Regions from separate parts of the Nothobranchius furzeri genome. Here region 2 is linked to region 1. A link is a contact called in public Micro-C data. All regions are on one chromosome and are shown on one strand. Each heading gives the region's core, a stretch centred on a gene start, on an enhancer-like site or on the middle of the called end of the contact. The rest is flanking DNA. Distances are from core to core; before and after follow the strand shown. Region 1 has its middle 11 kb from the start of rnaset2l. Region 2 holds the start of dlc (deltaC).

Region 1 (6,139 bases), core at 1,662-4,161:
TCATGCACCAGGAAGAAAGGAAGTCTAAATCTGAACAACCAGGCTGAAGCACACACCCTCCATTCAGTATTGGAGCCCTCTTGGCTTTGAACCGAAAATGAAAATTCTGCAGGATTAGTCAAATGGAAAATTGAGAGAATGACGAGAACCTTGAAGAGGAAGAGAAGCCTTGGGGTATTCAGGCATCAGTTCGGAGTCGGATTAGAAATGTGATCCAAACTAACGGTGATGACACTCTGCTGTCGGTAAACTGTGCTGTACCTTCTGGTGTCGAGAATCAAGAACACGTTGTTTCGTATGACAGGTTTTTCTGGTAGTGACAGGAACTCACCTTCATCTTTTTTCTGGTAGATTCTGTCTTAATCTCCTTCTGCAGATACTGGGTAGTAATCTAGACCAAGAACGCTGGAGCTGCAACCGAGTTTGGCCCCAACGGTTTTCTGTCCCACCAATCACAGCGTCCTATGTTTAATGCATGGGCTTCACAAAGAAAAACAACAAAGGCAGTGTCAGCTCCAGATTAGCACTCGTTTGAAATGGCTTTGGCACTAACTGTGGACCAGTTATTAAATTTAACAGTTTCTTAAAGGACACAAATTGTTCAGGTTGTTGGATGCCATGACAACGTTTTCCATTGTGCGGACAATCCCGTTGACTGTTTTCCATCATGATGAATATGTCATGCCGTTCGTTGCTCTGATTAGTCCTAACTGTAGATGATGTCACTACGTGTGATCCGTTTCATTGGTTTGTGGCCAGACTAAATGTTTATGCTTATGTATTTAGCAGACGCTTTTGTCCAAAGCGACTTACAAGTGATAATCGGCATGTTGCCATTGAGGCTAACAACAACAATAACAACAACAACTTGACATCAATCATGGAGAGGAGGGAACAAGGAGTGGACAGTAGAGAGGGGGACGGGTGCAGGGAGGGTGCTAGTTTAGAAGATGCTCTCTGAAGAGCAGGGTCTTTGAAAGTCGAAAAGGAAGCTCCTGTTCTGGTAGTGCTTGGAAGGTCATTCCACATTTGTGGAACGATGCATGAGAAGAGTCTGGATTGTCCTGAGCGTGGTGTAGGCACTGCTAGCCGACGATCCTGTGATGACCGGAGCGGCCGGGCCGAGACGTAAGCCTTTGCAAGAGGATTCAGGTAGATGGGAGCCGTACCATCTCGGACTTTGTATGCTAGTGTTAGCAATTTGAATTTGATGCGTGCTGCTAGCGGTAGCCAGTGGAGCTCAATGAACAGAGGGGTGACGTGTGCTCTTTGTGGCTGATTGAAGACCAGACGCGCCGCTGCGTTCTGGACCATTTGAAGAGGTCTCACAGTACAGCCTGGAAGACCAGTTAGAAGGGCGTTGCAGTAATCGAGGCGCCATCCCATAGGGGATGGCGTATCGGGCTAATTTTTGGTTATTTGTCTAAAAGCTTCATGTGAACTGTCCTGGACAACTGATTCTGTGTACCACTCCCCAAACTTTTGTCTTTCTTTTCTTTTCTTTTGTTTTATTGACAAATATTCTAGACTGGGTGATTGGCATTCCGATGCTTCTAGAGGTGAACGTTTAAGTGTGTGTGTGTGTGTGTGTGTGTGTGTGTGTGTGTGTGTGTGTGTGTGTGTGTGTGTGTGTGTGTGTGTGTGTGTGTGTGTGTGTGTGTGTGTGTGTGCGTGTGCGTGCGCGTGCATGTGCGTGTGTGTGTGAGTAGCGGTGAATGGCTGCTCATATTGAACGTATGTGCCTTTCATAGGTTCATCAGAGTTTATGGATATATAACTGAGTATCATCAGCATAACAGAGGAAGTTTATCCCATTCTGTCTAATGACTTTACCGGTTGGAAGCATATATATAGTAAAAATAATTGGTCGAAGCACCGAACCCTGTGGTACTCCACAAGTAACTCTAGAGTAAGATTTCTCGTGTACATGAACAAACTGAACTCTGTCGGGCAGATAAGATTTAAACCAGCCAAGCGCTGTTCCTTTGATCCCTACAAAGTGTTCAAGCCTTTCTAAGAGAACATTGTGATGGATACCCTAAACTTTTTAGCATGTTCCTGCTCCCTCTCAAATTATAATGATACTAATATTTTTTAAACATTTTTGTGGTGTTTTTGTAATATTTCATATTTGAGATAATTTATTTATAAAGCGCCTTCCAAAGTGGACCAAATATAGCTCCAAAGAGCAAAGGGACCTTGACGAGGCATTTGACAGAAGCTGTAGTTAAATCCAACAACAGAGGAACTACCACATCTCCCACAAATTACTCTAAAAGCACAAAACAACAGAATTCGTCACAACCTCTTGTCAGCATGGCAACTATTGACCGGACCTGTGACACACTACAGAGTTTCTTTTGGGATCCCAGTGGAGGAATGGTGGGATTGGGAGAGGATAGATACCCTGTGCCCCCTTGTTGGGCTTGTTGCATCTGTGACCTAGACGAGCAGGAGATGGTGGGATAAAATGAGACCATTCCCGCATTTTCATCAGCTGATGTGACATAACATTCCTGAGCAAGCTGGGATGCAGGAAACAGGACGATCTGGACAATTACTCGGGAGAAAAACTGGTCCATGAGAAGGTTCTGCAGGATGAAGACAGTCTAATGAATAATCCAGAATAAACACCAGATTTTAATCTCTGTTGGTTCTGACACAAAGAGAATATTTTGTGGAGTGATTTTCCACAAAGTGCTTTCGTGTTACACAATAAATGTTTGACAGTTGACCTGAGCTGAACTCCTGTTTGTGATTGTGAAACTGAACCAACAACCTTTAGCTCTTAACCCATTGACGGTTTTTACTGAAACGCTTTAATGTTGTTGCTCAGGTGAGTCCTGGAACACCTGCAGCTCCAGCAGAGCAGGAAGTGGAGCAAACCGGTCACTTCCTGTGCAACTCCAGCACCACGCGGGGAGGAGGTTTCCTCCTGCAGCGTTCTCACTGAGCCGACCTGTAGAAACAACAGGAGTATCAGGGACAGAGGTTTTTCCATCGGCACTGGTTCATCCGGTTCAACAATGCCTTACATCAACCTGGGATGATGGCCAGCTGACAAAATCAATAATATGAGTTAAATTACTTATTAAATTTAATTCAGATTGAAAAGTTAAAGCTTAAGTCCCATTAATTGTTGAAATTGTGAAACAACTTCTCCGCATTTGACCCATTCCCTGGGGGAGTAGAGAGCTGCAGACCGTCGCGCTCAGGAACCACTTGCTGGAAAATGAAAGACTAAAGTTTGAGCCGCTTATTAAACAGAATTCAGTTTCTCTGTCCTTCAGGAATTTTGGGTCTCATTACCAACCTGATCTCAGTGGGATGTTCCTCCTCCTGATCCTGGTCCTCCTCCTGAACATCACCTCTCATTTGTCTCTGGAAACAATGACCCCGTTAAATAACCACATTCCTTCAATCTTCATATAAAGAAACGGCTTTTTCCAAGACGTGTTCCACTCATTTTCTCCAGAGAATTCGTTCTGTCCCCCTGGACTTGGTAATGGCTTACACTTGTATATGACAGCATGGGCAGACCGGGACGACAACTCAGCTCTGGAATATCTCCGGGTGTCTGGCCGTGTGCCTCAGGTGAGAGTGGGTGAGGCATTCAGAAGAATCTTCTGTACTAACTTCGCCAAGCGGGTAGGACGCGGACCGCTGCTGCAATCTGATGGCGATCACTGAACGGGGAGGGGGGAGGAGCTACGATGGCCCGGAGCACACCAGCTATCCTGGGATTCTCCAGAACTCACACAGTGCCGCCTCTACGTGTTCAGAGGATCCAGATTTCCTGAGAAGGATCAGATGTGGAGCCGCTGTGTGAGGAGACGTCGGAATTTTAAATAATACCTATAACCAAGTCATGATGGTCATGGTGGTTACCATGGTGACCCTGATGGACAACTGGTAGCAGTTTTAACGTTTCTGTTGATTTTTAAGGTTTCCGGCTTTTATTCACCCTTGTCTGGTTCATTTTCCTGACTTGATTCAGTCGCAGCTGACTGAGCGTCAACTGCAGCTCTGGTTGTTTACAAACAAACATGTTCCTCCTAATAAATGTTTGTTCCTCAGGTCAGAAACTCGCTGTCATTGCACTGATCTGTAACCAGCTGTCTTTCTGTATCAGAGCGGGTAGGAGGGTCGAAGGTCACATAACCAGAAATTACTTCTTCCTGGAATTCTGCCAACACACACACACACACACACACTTTCAGTTTTACTCACTCTGACAGTTACAGTACACAACAACAGTAACTGTTTTAACCTCCAGTCCTAAGGCTGTCAGTCAGCCAAAGCTGGCGAGGCCTCAGGTAGAAACTTTCCAGTTTCACAGAGTTTCGTTCCGTCTGAACCGCTGTAGCTCCTGGTGGTTCTGAGCCAGTGAACTGATCAGAACCAGCCCAGAATCACGCCACTGACCCACCGACTCGATCATCCTGTCGGCCAAAGTGTTTTACAGAGAAAGCAGAAACGAGGAGAAAAGCGATGATTAACGTAAAAACAATAACATCAGGTGTAAAAAAGCTACGAATACATCAAAACAAGTTAAAAATATCGTAAAACGTTCTATATTCTGGAATGTTGCTGAGATGTTTCTGGGGTCTTCTGAGACGCTCTTAGGAGGTTTCTGGGATATTCCTTCTGGACACAGGGGGATGCAGCATTCCTGGATGAACCATTTGGGAACCAACGAAAAATTCCACTCTTCTAGATCATCTTCACATTTTTAGATGAAAGAATAACTCTCTCCCTCCTTTATAAATCTGTACTTAATTATTAATATTACATCATGTTTGATGGTGGCAGAGAGTTAAAGATGTGGAACACTGAAAAACCATTTTTAATGATTAATCTGTCAATCTGAGTTTTCATGCAGGCTGAACATGAAAATAGTCTCCTACACTCGCAGACATTTATATGTAGACGCCCCATGGACTGGCGCTGCCTATCGGAGCTGCTGTAGTGGCCAGCCCTCAAATTTCAAATTGCCCGTCGGGGACTAATAAAGTTGTTTTGAGTCTTGAGTCAGCCGCCATCTTAGATGGGTCTCCATTCACCCCCAGTGCATTCGTTTCTACTGAGGAACGTGCTTACCCAACTAAAAACGACATTTTATCAAGCTTTTCACAAAATCAGACACATGATAATTAAAATGTAAATAAAATTAAACAAAATACATAAAAATATGTGTCGGGTCAGGATGCCTCCTGGACGCCTCCCTGGTGAAGTTTCCGGGCACGTCCAACCGGGAGGAGGCCTAAAGGTAGACCCAGGACACTTTGGAGGGACTATGTCTCTCACCTGGCCAGGGAACGCCTTGGGATTTCCCCATCTTCACCCTCACCCAGGGGTGAGGGGCTCACTCCTCACCCCTGCCACGTGGACCTCAAGGGATAAACTATCAATCCTGTTCAACGGTCAACTTTCCTGGAGGGGTCACCCATGAGGACAGTGGGAGGGTTGGATATAACATCCCAGGTAGGCTAGAAAAGTCTGTTATGCTCTTCAGCAGCCAATGAGGCATCTACCTATTCATGTCTATGTCCTATAGATAGAAAACTGAAAATAGACGGTGAAACTCTAGGATTTGAAGAGCCTGACAGATCTATGTCACACTGTCCATTCGTGGACTCACCCATCTTGACTCACGACAGGGAAGGCTGTTGTTGGTTTAGTGTCCAGGAAACAGCAGAGAACGTCTCAGCTAGTGGAAGCTAACTGTTAGCATTAGCAACTCCACCACACAGCAGAACTCCTCCAGGCTTGTGTTATTTGTGGAGATGAAATGTGTCCAGATATCATCTGAAGTGCAGCTCTGATGTGGTTCACCTCTAGTTCCTGAAATAGGTGCAGCTGTGGCTACACTGTAGCTCATCAGCGTTGTGTGTGTGTGTGTGTGTGTGTGTGTGTGTGTGTGTGTGTGTGTGTGTGTGTGTGTGTGTGTGTGTGTGTGTGTGTGTGTGTGTGTGTGTGTGTGTGTGTTTGTGTGTGTAATTTATAAATTGATGATCGTCTCAGATGAGTTACAGCAGTAATATGAACACATCAGTGGGATGAGGAACACGCCGATGTTCTTCCTGCTGAAACAAACAACCAGAGAGGAATTACAAAGTTCTGATCAACCCGCTACGTT
Region 2 (6,139 bases), core at 2,034-4,533, 160 kb before region 1:
ATTAGAGACGGGAACAAGCGCTGTTCAGCCAGTTTCATAATTTCATAAAAAGAACATTTTTCCAAGTGACACATCCCTCAGAGAGACCGGGTTTCCAGACCGCTTCAGTGGGAGGAAATCATTGCATGCACCATGGTTCTGCGCTGCGCTGCGAACCCCTCAGATCTTCAGCTCACTGTCCACCGTGGGCGCTCCGAGCCGCGCTGAACACAGTGTCCAGTATAAAGCTCTGATGTTCTGATGGGAATCTTTTACCTCCGCGATGTGCGTTAACGATTAAAATGTCAGCTCATCCATGCGCATCAGTATGCGTGGGGGTAATTCTTTCAAACCAAGCAACATCCTTGAGTTCATCTGTCAAAATAAACAGTCAAATGGAAATATGTGTAACCTGCCGTTTAACTGTTTTGCCTTCTTGTGAAGATTGTTGCAAAGAGAAACAATTAAACTTGATTAACCCCAGAGCCACGCAGAGCGCATGTGGGAAGGTTCCTCCCACTGAAGTGAGTGTTTTCCAAACGCTGTCTCTCAGAGAGACTTGTCACTTAGAAAATGTTCCCTGATGATGAAACTTTGGCTGAATAGTGCTTGTTCCCGTCTCCAATGTGGCGACGCATCCAGGAGCCGTCTGAGGAGAATCCCAGAATCTCACATCCTCTTCAGCTCAGGAAGCGCCTATGATTACGCACAAGCGTGACGCGTCAACCCGGTCTCACAGTAAGACCAGGTTGGACCTGTTCAGGTATACGCAGACAATCTTTACATTTAGAATTGGCATACAGATGTAAAATTAATGCAGTAAAATATAAAGCATTTTATTTAAATATCCATTCATTATTTTACAAACACAGAGCCGCATCAGATGGATGGAAGAGCCGCATGCGGCTCCAGAGCCGCCGACCCCTGTGCTAGCCTACTTTATTGTCCCCAGCAATTTTTAAACCCCACTCAAGTGTATGGTTATTGTCCCCAGCAATTCTGGAAACAAACTGACGCCCTTGGGGCTAAGCCCAGGTGTTCCTACAGGCTGGAGACGCCCCTGGTTAGTTCTGAGACGTCATTTAGATTTTTTGCATGAAAACTGGATTCAAACGTTAAAAGGTTTTAAGTTCTGACATCAAAAACTGCAGTAGCCTCAATAAGTGGATCAGAACCGTGTCTCCAGCCTCCTGCAGCAGTAATCTGACAGGTTGCAGACCTCACACCTGTCAGGGTCCGGGTGCACCGGGTAAGTCCATAACCTGAACTGGAAAACATTTGATCAACAAATAAATAACGGATGCTTTGGTGCATTTTTTTCCGCTGAAAACAATGTTATTGTGTTCTTATTCATCTGCGACGTAAGTTTAAATATTGTTACCTTTAGTTTCTGTACGTTTCTCATATTCATTTTTTATTCATTGTGTTCTGATTACTGAATGGTTCTGTTGTTATCTGGATCCGGACTCAGGTCTGAGCAGCAGTCACGTGGGTTTGTTTTTGAGCCGTTCAGGTTGCTGCATCATGCAGGTGAAGGTCTCTGCTGCAGCAAACGGTGCAGCTTCACACATGCTGTGTGTGATTGAAATCCCAACCTGCTAAAACATCTGCAGACACGCGCGCGCGCGCGCGCACACACACACACACACACACACACACACACACACACACACACACGGCTGCTGGCTCGTGCCTTGGGAGGAAGAGGAGGGAGGCCCCGCGCTGCGTCTTCTCACCTGACAGACGTTAGCGGGGAGGTGTGAGCCCCGCCCTCACAGCAGCGCGCGTCATTAACATCAGAGGAGCTCAGCAGGGGGCGTGGCTGAAAACCAGCGTGCAGCTCGCGGGTGACGATGGATGAAGACATGGCGTTAGCGTTCTACTTGTTTAATTTGTCATTTTAATCCTGGTGCCTGTTAGCAGCTGAAACCCACCCTCACGTGCTTGTGGATATCATATATTGTATATGGAGACATGACTGTAATAATAAGTAAAGGTTATCAGCTGTAGGTTTAGTGCGCTCATAGGACACGTGACAAGAGAAAACATCCCATTTCTCTTTATGGCCTATATAGTTGTCATCATCAACATAACATGACTTACAGAATACATGTGACCAACTAACATTTCATGTTCTACCACCGGATGTTTGGATCAAAATATGAACCAATCAGATCTTAGATCAGGTGAGAACCAGGCGTTTCCCGTCATCCTCTAGGTTTTGCAGCCGGTGGAGAGCAACTGCAGCGCCATGCTCCAAAATCTGCAGCCGCCTTGATCTCACGAGGTTGTCGTTGCCTACGTATGCATGACGTCAGAGCAAGTCGGCGTCAAGCCGGACACAAATCTAACGGTCACCGCTGGTCTAATCGGCGCAGAACTGGCTCATCTCGAACGCGGCCGCTGTTCTGCTGGCGGGAGTGGGCGTGGCCAACACCAGCTCACAGGTGATTTCAGTTGCAAATGAAACTCTAGTTCTTTTCACCTCCTCGCGCTGTTCCGTTTGTTTCGCGCGCGCACGCTGAGGTGTCAGAACTCGCACCTCAGCAGACTTTCCCACGGTTCTCCACTCGAACCCCCCACCCCCCACCCACCCCCCAAGGAGCACGCGCCACGCGCAGTGAATCTTCTCGCCTCAGCAAAGCTCGTGCCACATTCATTTGGCCCATTTGGGCACGTGGTGTTAAACAAAAGGCGCACTCTGAGCGTCAGCAAGTGGGAAACAGGCGCAAACTTTACAGTTCAGAGAGTCTGAATCAGAAACGCTTCAGGAGCTGGTTCTGGTTCATCAGCTGTTTATCAGCCGTAGACAAGAACCAGCTGGACTCCTAAAATGTGATTAGAAGTGATTAAAGGAGAAAATATAACTGAATCAGATCGGATTAAAGATCAGTCAAACATGAGCGGGGCAGGCAGACGTTCTGCGTCCACACGGTGCAGATTTATCACGTGCTTTAAAGGATGTCGAGACGGTACTCTGTGTGATACAGGCGCGCACGCACGTGCCACACTTGTGTAAACACCGAGAGAGAGAGAGAGAGAGAGAGAGAGAGAGAGAGAGAGAGAGAGAGAGAGAGAGAGAGAGAGCTTACAGTACTTTTATTATTTGGACCGAACCATGACACCTGGACTGAACTATAGGACGCAGGACCAGAAAAGAGTGACCAGAACCGGACTCTTCTTCCGGTCAGGGTAGATCAGTTTTTGCCTCCGGCGGAACCCCCCCGCGTATTTTTTTGGGATGAATCTCTTTCGATTTGATTGAAGCCGCCTCGGCGCGTGCCTCTCAGTCCAACTCCTCCTCCAGGTGGACTCCCTATGCAGCAGCCCTCTCCCTCTTACTCCTCCCCCTGTTATAAAGCAGGAGGAACCGCAGCCGCGTCAGTCCAGAGTTCAGCAGCAGCCTCACAAACACCGACATCTCCCAAGACTCTAGAACCGGGTGTCTTGTGTCACGGGCGGATCCAATTTTTTTATCATTTCTCCCAGAGACATTACTTTTTGGTGCAGGTTGGACTTTACGCATTGCTTGTTAAGACCCGCTGCGCGCTGTCACCTGGAGGCTTCGCCATGGCGCGCGTGCTAGTGCCATGTCTGCTGGTGCTCATCTCAGCTCAGACGGTGAGAATCTCTGGCAGTCCTCTCAGGAGCCCAGCTCACACTTTAGCTCCAGAACCGAGCAGGTCTGCTGAATTTCTGCTGCTGGGTCTTGGTGAGCAGGGAGGTTTGGATGCGTGCGCTTTTACGCGCAGCACGCGGAGCCTTTTCTAGACACTAAATCGGCTTTTAATGGGTTTTGTTATTTCGGAGAATGTTTTATCAATTAATCACAAAGTTACAAACTTTTTTGTCACAATAAAACGTTAATATCGTTATTTCTGCAGCAATTATTAACACGAAAAGTTCCTGACAGAAACTTCTGGTCTCAGCTGATGTTTGAGCGCACTCCCGGTCTCTCACCTCTCTCTGCACCCCCCGCAGACTCTCTCCTCCGGTGTGTTCCAGCTGAAGATCGACTCCTTCACCAGCCCCAGCGGCATCTGTCACTCCCAGTCAGACTGCCAGATCTTTTTCCGCGTGCGCCTCGCGCACTCGCAGAGCGGTATCAGCCCAGAGCCCCAGTACACGTACGGGATCGCGCTCACCGATGTCCTCAGCGCCGACCCCAGCTCCATCTCCCAGAGCGAGCCCATCAGGGTGCCGTTTGCCTTCAAATGGCCGGTAAGTGGCGGAAATCGCAGATTCTTCAGTTTGACTTTCAGACATAAAACAAACAAATGATCGCTGATGATAATTTCCTCATTCTACTCAGGGGACTTTCTACCTGATCACAGAAGTCTGGAACGCGGAGTCTTCAGTTTTGAAGTCCACAGGTAAAAACTGCTGTGGGTGCAGCTCTGCTGTGTGGCCGCAAGGCGGCGACAGAAAAACACATTCAGGTCCAACGCGAAGCCCCCACAGACACCAGAATCCACATCTCTGTAGGAAAATTAGACAGAACACCAATAAATATCATTTAAATAAAATAACAGCAAACGTAGGAAGATATAAATCGATGAAAGTTTTCTTTGTTAATCACAAGTTTTAGATGGATCACAATTTTCTAGAAAATTAAAACAAAACCCAGATTTGATGCAGAACCATTGTTGAAGTTTACAGAGAAGTTAAAACAAACCAGATTTAATTATAAAATCCTCCAGTCAGCTGATTACCTGGTGGTAGGTAAGGGACAGAGGCCGCTGGCGAAGAGAGGGACATGTCCCGGTCCAAAACTTCAACCATCTATTTAAAGAAAACCAACATCTGGTCCCAGACATCAACCACTACAGGATGACCTTTGACCCCTTCAGCAGCTCAGCATCAGAAACCATCAGGGGAACCTCGCATCTTCATCATCATCTTCACAGACAAACTGACACCTTTCACAGGAGGAGGAAACATAATGTGTTCTGGGAACATACGTTCGTCTCATATGGACAGTGGACATGTCTTCTGTCAGAAAAGTCCATGTTTTAGCTTTAGCTGCCTTTGGGACAAAAAAATCTGTATAACTCAAATGTGAGACAGCTCATTCATGATTTTCTTAGAGGAAGATGGAGAAGCCAGCTTTTGTAAATGGGATAGGGGACAACAGAGTCCATGTCGTCCCTTAGATGGGACGGGGGACATCAGGGTCCACCGTCATGTTTAGTCCAAGGTGCCACTGATGCTGAGGATGATGTGAGAGTTTTGGACAGGTGAGATCTTTCCCGGCACCTCCGTGTTGATCCTGATCCTCACGAGTCAGAGCTGCTGTGAACAGACTCAGATTTACCTGATGAGCTGTAGAGGATCTGAAACTTTCTTTAGTGTCTCACTGCATCAAATCAAGCGTGACTAAATAAAACCATCAGCCCTGAAACAAGTTTACGATGTCTAAACACGAACCCATTTTCCCACTTGTCGATCCAGAGAACCAGAACAACCTGATCAGCCGGATGGCGGCCCGTCATCAGCTCCAAGCTGGGGAGACGTGGACCAAGTACATGGGCCTGGACAACCAGAACGAGCTGCGGTTCTCCTACCGCGTGGTGTGCGACGAGCACTACCACGGCCCGTCCTGCTCGGCCCTCTGTCGGCCGCGGAACGACACCTTTGGTCATTACAGATGTGACGGCGAGGGGACCCGCCACTGCCTGGCGGGCTGGAGGGGCGAGTACTGCACGGACCGTGAGTCTCACCGGGGTTTCACCCAAACCTAACCCTTCTTCTACAGCGTGGCTTCACCTCAAGGGTCAGTCACAACTACTGGATGAGCTTCTGTTCTCCTGCAGAAGTGTGACCGCTCCTCCTCCTCCTCCTCTGTTTTCAGCCTGACATGTCTTCAGGGAGGAGGGAGGAGGCGGTTGCAGAATGAGCTTTTTGGTGCCTCATTTTTTTGTGCAGCAGCCTTGACATTGTGAAGTGGAGCAGTTGTCGACGCCGTTGTCGCCCCTGGTGGCTGCAGAAGACAAAAAGTTCTTAAAGCTTCTGTCGTTTCCACTCTGTGTGTGTGTGTGTGTGTGTGTGCGTGTGTGTTTGGCTCTGAGGTCTGTTCCCTTTGTTTTGGGCTCAACAATGGGCCCCCAACTGGCCCCTGGTCGGCCCCTGGCCTGCTACTCTAACAGCGACACGCGCTGAA

The links. Hi-C and Micro-C count contacts between places; a contact is called where the count stands out from the background.
Region 2: a Micro-C map of tail fin shows a contact between it and region 1, with 11 times the contacts expected there. The contact joins the promoter of dlc here to the enhancer-like site in region 1. A contact is called at or near these places in 2 of 2 Hi-C or Micro-C datasets (skeletal muscle and tail fin).

The regions. Positions count from the first base shown.
Region 1 is chr13:57,007,928-57,014,066 of NfurGRZ-RIMD1, reverse strand. No RefSeq gene overlaps it. Among protein-coding and RNA genes, the nearest start is that of rnaset2l, 11 kb to the right of the region's middle. Within about 2 kb of position 2,911, at least 1 of the 3 cell types and tissues checked has an H3K27ac peak or open chromatin away from gene starts, as enhancers often do. A contact at or near this core is called in tail fin, where this site is marked.
Region 2 is chr13:57,167,184-57,173,322 of NfurGRZ-RIMD1, reverse strand. It overlaps dlc (deltaC), which reads left to right and starts at 3,283. Exons shown (of 10, transcript XM_054742331.1): 1 at 3,283-3,600; 2 at 3,961-4,200; 3 at 4,292-4,352; 4 at 5,431-5,688. The coding sequence starts at 3,298.